Regions from separate parts of the Zea mays genome. Here region 2 is linked to region 1. A link is a contact called in public Hi-C data. All regions are on one chromosome and are shown on one strand. The core of a region is the stretch at or near the end of the contact, and the rest is flanking DNA. Distances in the headings are between cores, read along the strand shown. Region 1 holds the start of LOC100272410 (Presenilin-like protein). Region 2 holds the start of LOC100383341.

What was found. Hi-C and Micro-C count contacts between places; a contact is called where the count stands out from the background.
Region 2: a Hi-C map of leaf shows a contact between it and region 1, with 5 times the contacts expected there. The contact joins the promoter of LOC100383341 here to the promoter of LOC100272410 in region 1. A contact is called at or near these places in 5 of 25 Hi-C or Micro-C datasets (ear, leaf and an unstated tissue).

What each region holds. Positions count from the first base shown.
Region 1 is chr3:43,997,209-44,001,940 of Zm-B73-REFERENCE-NAM-5.0, forward strand. It overlaps LOC100272410 (Presenilin-like protein), which reads right to left and starts at 1,517. Exons shown (of 1, transcript NM_001146888.2): 1 at 1-1,517. The coding sequence starts at 1,475. The coding sequence ends at 39.
Region 2 is chr3:44,125,373-44,130,123 of Zm-B73-REFERENCE-NAM-5.0, forward strand. It overlaps LOC100383341, which reads left to right and starts at 1,485. Exons shown (of 2, transcript NM_001175998.1): 1 at 1,485-1,657; 2 at 2,081-3,425. The coding sequence starts at 2,162. The coding sequence ends at 3,202. LOC542177 (PK protein) reads right to left here. Exons shown (of 3, transcript NM_001111796.2): 3 at 4,144-4,751. The coding sequence ends at 4,421.

The DNA of each region.
Region 1 (4,732 bases), core at 267-2,766:
TCATCCACATGTAAATGACAACAGCAGATCAGTGAAAGTCAGAACATCACCAAGTTTGTTGAAGCACCAACCACAAATGGCTCCATCAGCAACCGTGTCAAGAAGTAGAATGTAACTCCCAGCATAATAGAGATTGGGAGTGCAGGTAGCGCATGCCGGCATATGGAAAGCAAGACAAGGGTGCAACCAAGCCCAGCAATGATGGCGAGGTAGCATGCATACACAGTCATCAGATCATACATGGCAGCTCTCCCAACAAGCACACTGTAGAAAACAAAATCGCCAAGGCCCAACTTGATGCCCCTGGTAGACTCAAACATCTCAAAATCCAGAGGCTCTGACGATGAACTTTGTCTATGCTCCTCATCCAAAGCTGCATTGTAGGTAGAGGGTGCAGACACCAAAGGTGATGTCTCTTCTACGTCAGGATGTTCAATTTGAATGATGGCATGCTGTGAACTCCCACCTTGGTTTGCTGTCAGTTCTGCTGAAATCACTGGTACCTCCCTTTCAAGGTTCTCCATTTGGAGCACAGAACCTCTTGATCTTTTCATCTCACCAATGCTTGATCGGACTCTCACAAGATCCCTCATTTGCACGAAGGCAGGGCTGGCATCTTCCTCCTGCTCATATTGACTGCTACCGATCTGACCAGAATCTGCCATGGTTTGCATCTCCACAGACCCCATGGCTGAAGCGTAAGAGGAAGAACTTGTGACTGGGCCGACTGTAGGCCGAGACTCGTAGACGAGTGCTGGCAGCTCATCATCTCTGGAGGAGGCCAACTCCACAAGCATCCTGAGCGGTCCCCGGGGTGCAAGCACGGCAACGAGGTCGTAAAGAGCGAGCGCGACGAGCATGATCCACGTGGTCCATTCGGGGAGCCTGGAGAGCCAGGCGGCGACGATGACGGCGAGCGCGACCATGTACCCCTGGCGGACGAGGATGGGGACGGCGGAGGCGAATACAGAGAGGACACCGACAGCGGCGCCGTTGAAGAGGAGCAGGAGCGCGGTGGGCGCGTCGAGCGGGACCGCGAGGCGCCGGAGCACGGCGGCCACGATGGCGCCTCCCATGGAGAAGATGACGAAGAAGGCGGAGAACCGCATGTAGTTCTTGAGAAAACCCGTGCAGCGGAAGTAGTAGAGCGCAACGAGGACAAAGGTGACGGCGGCAACGAGGGCGACGAAGACGGCGGCGTCGAGGAGCGCCCCGAGGAGCTTCTGGCCCGGGGAGTCGTTAGGGGACTCGAGGTAGACGAGAGTGGCAGCTGTGACTGGAGGGGGTGAGCTCGACGCGGACCCGGAGGACGGCGGCGAGAGTAGGGAGATGAGGAGCACGACAAGGGCCATGCAGATGGAGACCGGGGACATGACCGCCAGCACCTCCGCGCCAAGGGTGTCGAAAATGGAGGTGGCGCTTACGGGCTCTTCCACGGCGGGAGCCGGCGCCGGAGAGGCGCCGGCGGGATCCATGCCGCGGAGAGGGAGGAAAGAGGAAACCAAGATCGATGGGGAATTTCTCTCGCTCCTCGGCGTGAGACCGACCAGGGTCGAAGCTTTGGGGTTTTCGGTTTGGTCCACGCGTTTGTGCGAAATTGCTTCGAAATCGTCAAATTTCACTGTCTAAAGCTGGGTTATCAATCAATTAGAGCATGTACCACCTAGATAAAATGTTGTGGTTCTCCAAACACTAAATACAACTTAAATACAGTCTATTACAATGGGGTATATCTCAGCCTTGACATCACTTGATCAAATATGCATATAGTTATACAAACATGTGTCCACCGAATCATAGTGTGCTGACAGACTGAATTGTGTGGCGATAGACTGAATTGTGGGAGGAAGAAGGGTGCGCTCATATGCATATATGCAAGTGTCTGTGTGACAGAGGAACTCTTCTTCCTTTGCATGGCGTCAGGTTCATACTGCAAAGAAACACATTCTGATTCCACTTCCGTTGCATGTCGTCCAGTACGCACTACAAAGAAACGCATGCAAATCAATTGGAAAACATTTAGTTCATGAAATGCATGCAGTAGCAATCGAATCAACTAGAAATCAAATCTGAAAATAAAAATATTCAGCTGTAGTAGTAAAGTATCCTGTTCTGGTACGAAAGTATTCAGTTCATGAAATCTGAAAATAAAAACTCTGTCAACCTCCAGATCACCCCTTTTCAGTTCCAATTCCTGACACTGAACAAGAATACCATCTGCACATGACAATGAATATGAACATGAACACAAAGAACGCTTCCTGCTATCTTGCAGAACAAAAGCTGCCTAAACTGAACACTGTCAAAACTTTTGCGCTTAAACTCTGCCTACACTAAATTGTAGCTCTATGGGCGAATGGCCGGCGGGCACCTGACAGCGAGATCTCCTTCGGTGATGGAGCACCCGTGATTGTCAAATCGCTGCACGCTGAAAAGGAAATATGCCCATGGGCTCTTCCTGTGTCTCTAGGTCTCTTAGGCGAAAGTCTCGACGACGACGCCCATGGGCGCCGCTTCCCCTGTTGAGGGTATCGCATCCCCAACGCTATCTTCCTTGGGTGAAAGTCCGGTCTATCGCATACAGGCGACGGTGGCGTCATGGTGACGTCACTCCCTTCCTGAAGACGTCGCTTCTGAAGTTCGTCTTGGCCACGGCTTTGCCTTCGGCTGTTGCTTCGCTTCTCGGCGCCTGGTATGCGGGTGGAGGTGGGGTTTTGCAACGTGAAGTCAGAGCTGCTACGTCAGGGGATGTGGCTCGGCAACGATAGCATGAGGCGAACCTCCCTTCTTCGTGGTCTAGAATGTTTCGAAGGTCGGGCAAAAACCAGAGGCAGTGCGGAGGGTCAAGATTGGAAGTCGGAGCTGCACTGTGCCTTGAGCCCTGGCAACGATGACCTGTTAAGACCTTTCGCTTTGGGCTGTTTGTCTGCTTTTCGTTTGGTTCGTCCGTCGGCTCCTTTGGGAAGAGAGTTGGTGAATGCTCTGCATGCTTGCTTGACAACGATGACCCTTAGCAGTTTTGTGTGCTCTTGTGTGGGGTTGTCACTGTCTGTGTTTGTTTGGGCACTCTGTGTCGGCGGCGAGTGTGGTGCCATGTTGACGTCCCAATCCAACCGGCGAGTTAAGTTGTATGGTGTCGGCGTGTTGATGTCCCAATCCAACCGCCTGTTGTTTGTTTTTTTGTTTTTTGTTTGTTGTTTAGTCCGATCCGGACCACTTCTTCTTTATTAATATAATCATTAGCTCTCATGTCTGGTTCGTTTCAAAAAAAAATATGTCCTTGGACCATTTCTAATTTGTTTTGGTGATTAAATGCTTAACACATTGTTTTTACTAACATCATCTTATATGAGCATGAGCATAGGTAGTTAAAGTAAATTGAGAGAAAGACACCTTTTAGGCTCGAAAATGAATACTACAAACTGATGTGGTTCCAAGTGAAAAAGGTATGCTCCTAACACTTAGTGAGTTGTTTTAGGTACTAATCATATTTGTCTAAGTGTTAGGGACTATGTGAAGTCGAGTCAAAAGAAGCAAAAGTGAATTGGCATGAAAAAGAGAAAGTTGGACTAGTCTGCGTAGCACCGGACGGTCCGGTGTCACTCACCGGATAGTTCGGTGCGTAGTCCGACCGAACATGCTGCTCTCAAGAAAACTAGACTTCATCGACTATAATTTATCGGACGGTCCACGCGGAGCACCGGACAGTCTGGTGCCACCCATCGGACGATCTGGTGCCCCCCAGAAGCAGAAAGTGACCAATCAACGATTCGTAGCCATTGCACTGTGTAGTGTCCGGTTTGCACCAGACAGTTCGGTGCACCCACGGACAGAAGGCAACCAGGGCCTTACAAATGGAGTCCCAACGGCTCATAGGTCCCTTGGGGCTATAAAAAGACACTATACGCCATGGAGCAATACACCATTATACTTTGAGCACACTACAACTCTGAGACTCCGCGACCACACTGTTAATTCATTAGATAGAGATTTGAGCGCGTTCTTGAGCTATGACTCTGTCGTTTCGATCCTTACACTCTCTTCTTGATTTGTGTATGTGTTGTTGCTGTGATTGTGTTCTTGCGTGTGTTTCTACTTCCATCCTTACTCTGGTTTTGATTGTAAACATTTGTGTAAGGAGTGAGAGACTCCAATTTGTGGAGATTTCTCACAACCGGGAATTGATATAAGGAAGACAACAATGGTACTCAAGTTTGATCTTTGGATTACTTGAGAGGGGTTAAGTGCAACCCTTGACTGAAGAAGGTCACCACAACGTGGAGTAGGCATTGGCCGAACCACGGGATAAAATCATTGTGCCTCTTGTCCATTTTTTTATTGTGATTATCGTATTCATGAGTTATCATATTCACTTGTATTATTGTTCTTAAGTTTAATACAAATTTCAAAGGAGCAATCAAGTGAAGAGTTCTCATTTCTCCATCTCTACTCATACCAACTTGGTTTTAGATTTCACTAACACTCACTATAAACCAAGTTTGTGTTGTTTAGAGTTGATTTTTATATGATCACTTATTTACCCCCCCCCCCTCTAGGTGCTCTCAGGAACGTCCAACCTCGCCATGGTGGCGCCGGTAGGAACTTCTTCGTATGCGAAATGGAGCAGAAGATTCGAACATGAAGGGAATAGGAGAGGCTTGAGACAGGAAGATGAAGAGGAGGCATGGACTTGAAGTGGAGCAGATGACTCGAGCGCGGATCGGAGACGGGG
Region 2 (4,751 bases), core at 235-2,734, 130 kb after region 1:
ACTTCAACCTACTACACATTAAGTGCAACCTCTCCACGCATTCAAAGCTAATTTCGCGCCGCATTTGATCCTATTTGCATTTAAATGGCTTAGCGGCAAGAGCAAAGAGATTTACGAGTTCTTATGCTCTTGATTTGAGCTTTCTTATTCTCACTTCCCATTCTCGTTCTCTTGATTGTAAAGTGAGGCAAGAGACTCCGAATACTTTGGGTGGAGATCCTTGCGGGACTTATTACCCCCGTGATAGTGAAGCAAACTCATACGGTCTCGGTGACCATGTGAAAGAGGTAAAAGGTTGAAAGAGACTCGTCCTACGTGGACTCCTCAACAATGAGTAAGTTCTTCGGAACCGAACCTCGGGAAACAAATCGCTGTGTTTTTGCGTTGGTCTCAATCTTTATGATTTGCTTATTTCCTCTCCCTATCTAGTTCTCTTGCTTGCAATCGTTTTGAGTTGGTTTCTAAAGTTATCTGCATTGTTTGAGTAACTCATAGCAAGAAGAATTTCTCTTCCGTACTCCGGTTTCATTAACACTCGTTCTAACGGTAACTTCGAGTGAAGTTTATGTTTAAAATTTATAATTTTTAAGTTTCGTCTATTCACCCCTATAGACCATCTTCAGTTACCTATTGGATGCTTAGCCTTGGGAGAGCATCCTCGCAATGATTTCTGACGAGAAGTAGAGAGAAACTTGCATGTTTCTCATTAAAATGCCATACAGTAGGACATCAGCCCACAACAATACGGCAATACATCGCTCATAGTTATAGTCCTACTGACACCCACGCCAGTAATTCCTTCCCGCGCCTCTAATTTGACGTTTGTATGCGCGTGTTTGTGGAAATGGACTTTTTATCCACTTCACGGTTGTGAGCTAAGATGCGATTACGAGCCTTTTTTCCATCAGCAAGGTACTGCCGTACTGGATTCATTGGATTTATCTGTTTCCGTCAGTTCATGTAAGAATCGTACTGTAGTTTTGAACGGTCGTGTACCTCCATTTTTGCCGGCCCACGCCAGCAAGGAGGCTGACCTCCAAAACTGAAGGACTCCTACAAGCTGACGCCAAATGGCAACACAGGCACACAGCCAGTGCAGCTTAAGTAAGGGCTGACATCAGAACTCTTGAGATACTATTATATCGATAAAAAAGAGAAAAGAATACATTTTTTTAAAAAAAAACTTTAGCTGAGGTGGCACCCATCAGTCCATCACCACTCCACGGCGTCATGGCTGCCACATGATGATCAGCGAGGCACCAAGCGCCTCCCTTTTCCCCGTTTTTCTCTTCCTTTTGGGGACCATCTATTTCTGGGCTGGCCGGAAAGCGAAACTGCCACCACCGCTGAAACTTTTATTAGCCGAGCCGAGCGAGCGTTCGAGGGCGAGGAGGAAATCAGGTGGGGGAAAACTTAAAATTAGAAGTCCAGCGCAATAATTGAGCAGGCAGGGCCCCTCCTAATCACTGCCCCTAAACATGTGTGCCGGGCCGAGGCCATGGTCGATGCAGGGAGGAGGATGCCGCCGCTGCCGCGGAGATTGATAGTACTAGTATAAAGCAGGCGGAGACAGCCGGCCCCTCTGGCCTCGCTGCTCCCCCTTCCTCCCCGTCCCCACCCACATGCCCTGCCTCCGCCCCGCCCCGCCCTGCCCAAGGTGATTGATTGATTGGTTGGTTGGTTGGTTGCTTGCTTGCTTCGTTTCATGCTTTCCCCTTGCTTTGCTGAGATCCAAAAGCTGAGACTCAGCTTGTGGATCCATCTGTTCTGTGCGCCTACTCGTATCTTATCGCCGCCAGATTGGGAGCGTATGTGCCTGCTATCTGTGGATCCATCTGTATGTTGTTTTCCTGATTGAATCGTGTGTTGGATGCCTGGTGGTTGACCTTGCTCCTAGTCTTTTGATTTACACGAGCTTTCGACGAAGCCGCGTCTGGTCTGTCTGCTCCATCACAAGAGCACGCAAATGGTTCGATCTGCCGTACCAGATGATTGCTGCATTCAGTGGGACGTCATGCACATCCACGATGGATTGTAGCGTCAGCACTCTGATCTTTCCTTGTCGATTTGTTTGTCGCAGCTGAGTTCCCCCACCCCCAACAAACAATTACTAGAGTAGCTGCATTGGCGGGGAAATTAAAGCGCTAGAAGCTCAGCAGCAATGGCGGAGCAGGCGGGCGTCGGAAGGTACTGGTGCCACATGTGCGCCGCGGCCGTTAGCCCCGCGGAGGGCGAGGTGGAGATGAAGTGCCCGTTCTGCCACAGCGGCTTCCTCGAGGAGATGGAGACCGCCCGCGGGGCCGCGACCGACGACGGTGACGGCGACGGCGCGGTGGCTCAGGTGCACCCCGGCGCCGACCGCCCGAGCTCCATCTGGGCGCACGCTATCCTCAGCACGGTCGACAGCTCCGCCCGTCGCCGCCGCAACCGGCGGCAGCAGGAGGCCGCCAGCGACGTCTACGACTGGAACGACCCCGAGTTCTCGCTGCGCCGGCGGCGCGTCACCGCGTTCCTGCGGCTCCTGCACGAGCTCCGGGACCGCCAGCTGCAGCGGCTGGAGTCCGCTGCCGGCGTCGCCCTCGAAGGCGACCAGCTGACCCCGTTCGGCCGGAGCCTCTTCATCGGCGCAGCCGGCGGCGAGCATGGCGTGGCGCTGGGCGACTACTTCCTCGGCCCCAGCCTCGACGCCTTGGTACAGCAGCTCGCCGAGAACGATGCGGCGCGGCACGGAACGCCGCCGGCCAAGAAGGAGGCCGTGGAGGCAATGCCTACCGTGGAAATCGCCGGCGGCAACGATGACGACGACGCGGCCAGCTGCCCGGTCTGCCTGGAGGACTACGCGCCCGGCGAGCGCGCCCGCGAGATGCCCTGCAGGCACAGGTTCCACGGCAATTGCATCGTGCCGTGGCTCGAGATGCACAGCTCCTGCCCTGTCTGCCGGTTCCAGCTGCCGGCCACCGACGACAAGAGCTCATGCAGCGGCGGCGACGGTGGTTTCGTCAGTGTCGATGCGGATCGTGAAGGCAGTGACAACGGCGGGGGTGATGGTAGGGCAAGCTCTCCGGGCAACGCCGAGCTAGCTGAAGCTGAAGAGAGTGGCAGGCGGTTGCCGCCATCCTTGCAGTGGCTCAACAGCCTGTTCTCGCCGTCGGCGCAGTCCTCCGGTAGCGGCGGCAGCAGTTCGCATCATTGGGAGAACTAAGCAATATTGCCATGGTTGCTGCCGCTTGAAAGCTTGGCCCGTTGGTTGGTCCCAATGTACATAGGAAGGAGCAGGAGCATGCCGGGTTGGTGCCATGTAAAAATCTGGAGCCTTTTTTCAGTTTGGCTCATGTTAATGGTCTCTGATATGTATCATGGCTGTAAAAAAGAACAGAAATGGGCAAATGTATGAACTTGCCGCGCTCTTGCGTGAACTGGGTGCTAATCATCGTCTTACTACTCAATTTTGGTTTTTATTAACAAAACTATAGTATTTATGATATTAAATGTCTTTATATTTTTACCAATAATATTTTTATAGCATACCTGTTTGATGTTATAGATTTTTATAATTTTCTATGTAAGTTTAGTCTAACTCAAGATGTTTTGACTGTCAAGAAAATTGAAATCGCTTATAATTTAAAATAAATTGAAATGGGTTATAATTTGAATAATTTAATCTTATGATTTATAGAGTTAAGATGACTCAGAATTTAGAAATAATGTTGATTATTTAAGATGCTTTGACTCTCGACTTAATAATTTAAAATACGTTTAAGTGACTTATAGTTTGAAATGAGTTGGGTTACAATTTAGACTTATAATTTGATATAATTTTAAATGGGTTGAGTTATAATTTGGAGAACGAGTTGGGTTATAATTTAAAACGGATGGAGTGGTTGCTTTTGTGAGGTTTGAGCTACACATGTTGTCGCCTGTTTGATTTTATCCAAAACTAGCTACATAAGCAAGAGCTACGTACAACTATGTAGGCTACGTTTGAGTTAGTTAGAGGTTGCCACACAGTGTTGACTTGTATCAACTCGATGTTTGATGATCATTAAAATCAATATATTCTTGTAAAAAAACTAGTTGGTTCAATAGCACTAGGTAGGTAATAAATTGATTTCGCTGAACCAAACAAGAAATTTTTTTTTGCCAAACGAAATAAAATCAACAAGCAAGCATGTGAAACAAACATAAAATTTTCAGTACGATAAAGTTGCAGCACAGCTGCAAATTAATTAGCTATAGCAGTTGATAAACTGTTTAAATCGCTAATATCTAAACGACAAATTCCCACAACCTTGTAACACCAAGGTGTACCAGAACGCAAAGTCTGTATCTTTGGCAACAGAAAAGCTGTGGATACGCTGATGTGCGTAAGCAGCCTCACAAAAATTCACCAAGCAAAATGGTGTCCCTCACCCTTGGACCCCTACTTCACAGTAAGAAGCTTGATGACGGATGAAATCCCGATGCGGTGCAGGGCCACAACGGATTGATCGGTGTTGCATAGCCCCATCGTCTTCGCATTTTCAATGGCAAAACCAATAGCTTCGTCAGTGGCTTCGTTGTCAAAGGCCTTGGCAGTGGCGGCACTCAGCATTGGGATGACACCCCTCACAATGAGGCTGTGCCTTGCCGGACCCTCGTCACTGCAGGCCCAGTCGAACGAGTCTGTCTTCAGCTCAGGAACCACAACGGACAGAATCGGCATGGATGGCCTATACTTGGCTACAAGCCTAGCAGTAGTTCCTCCCCTGGTC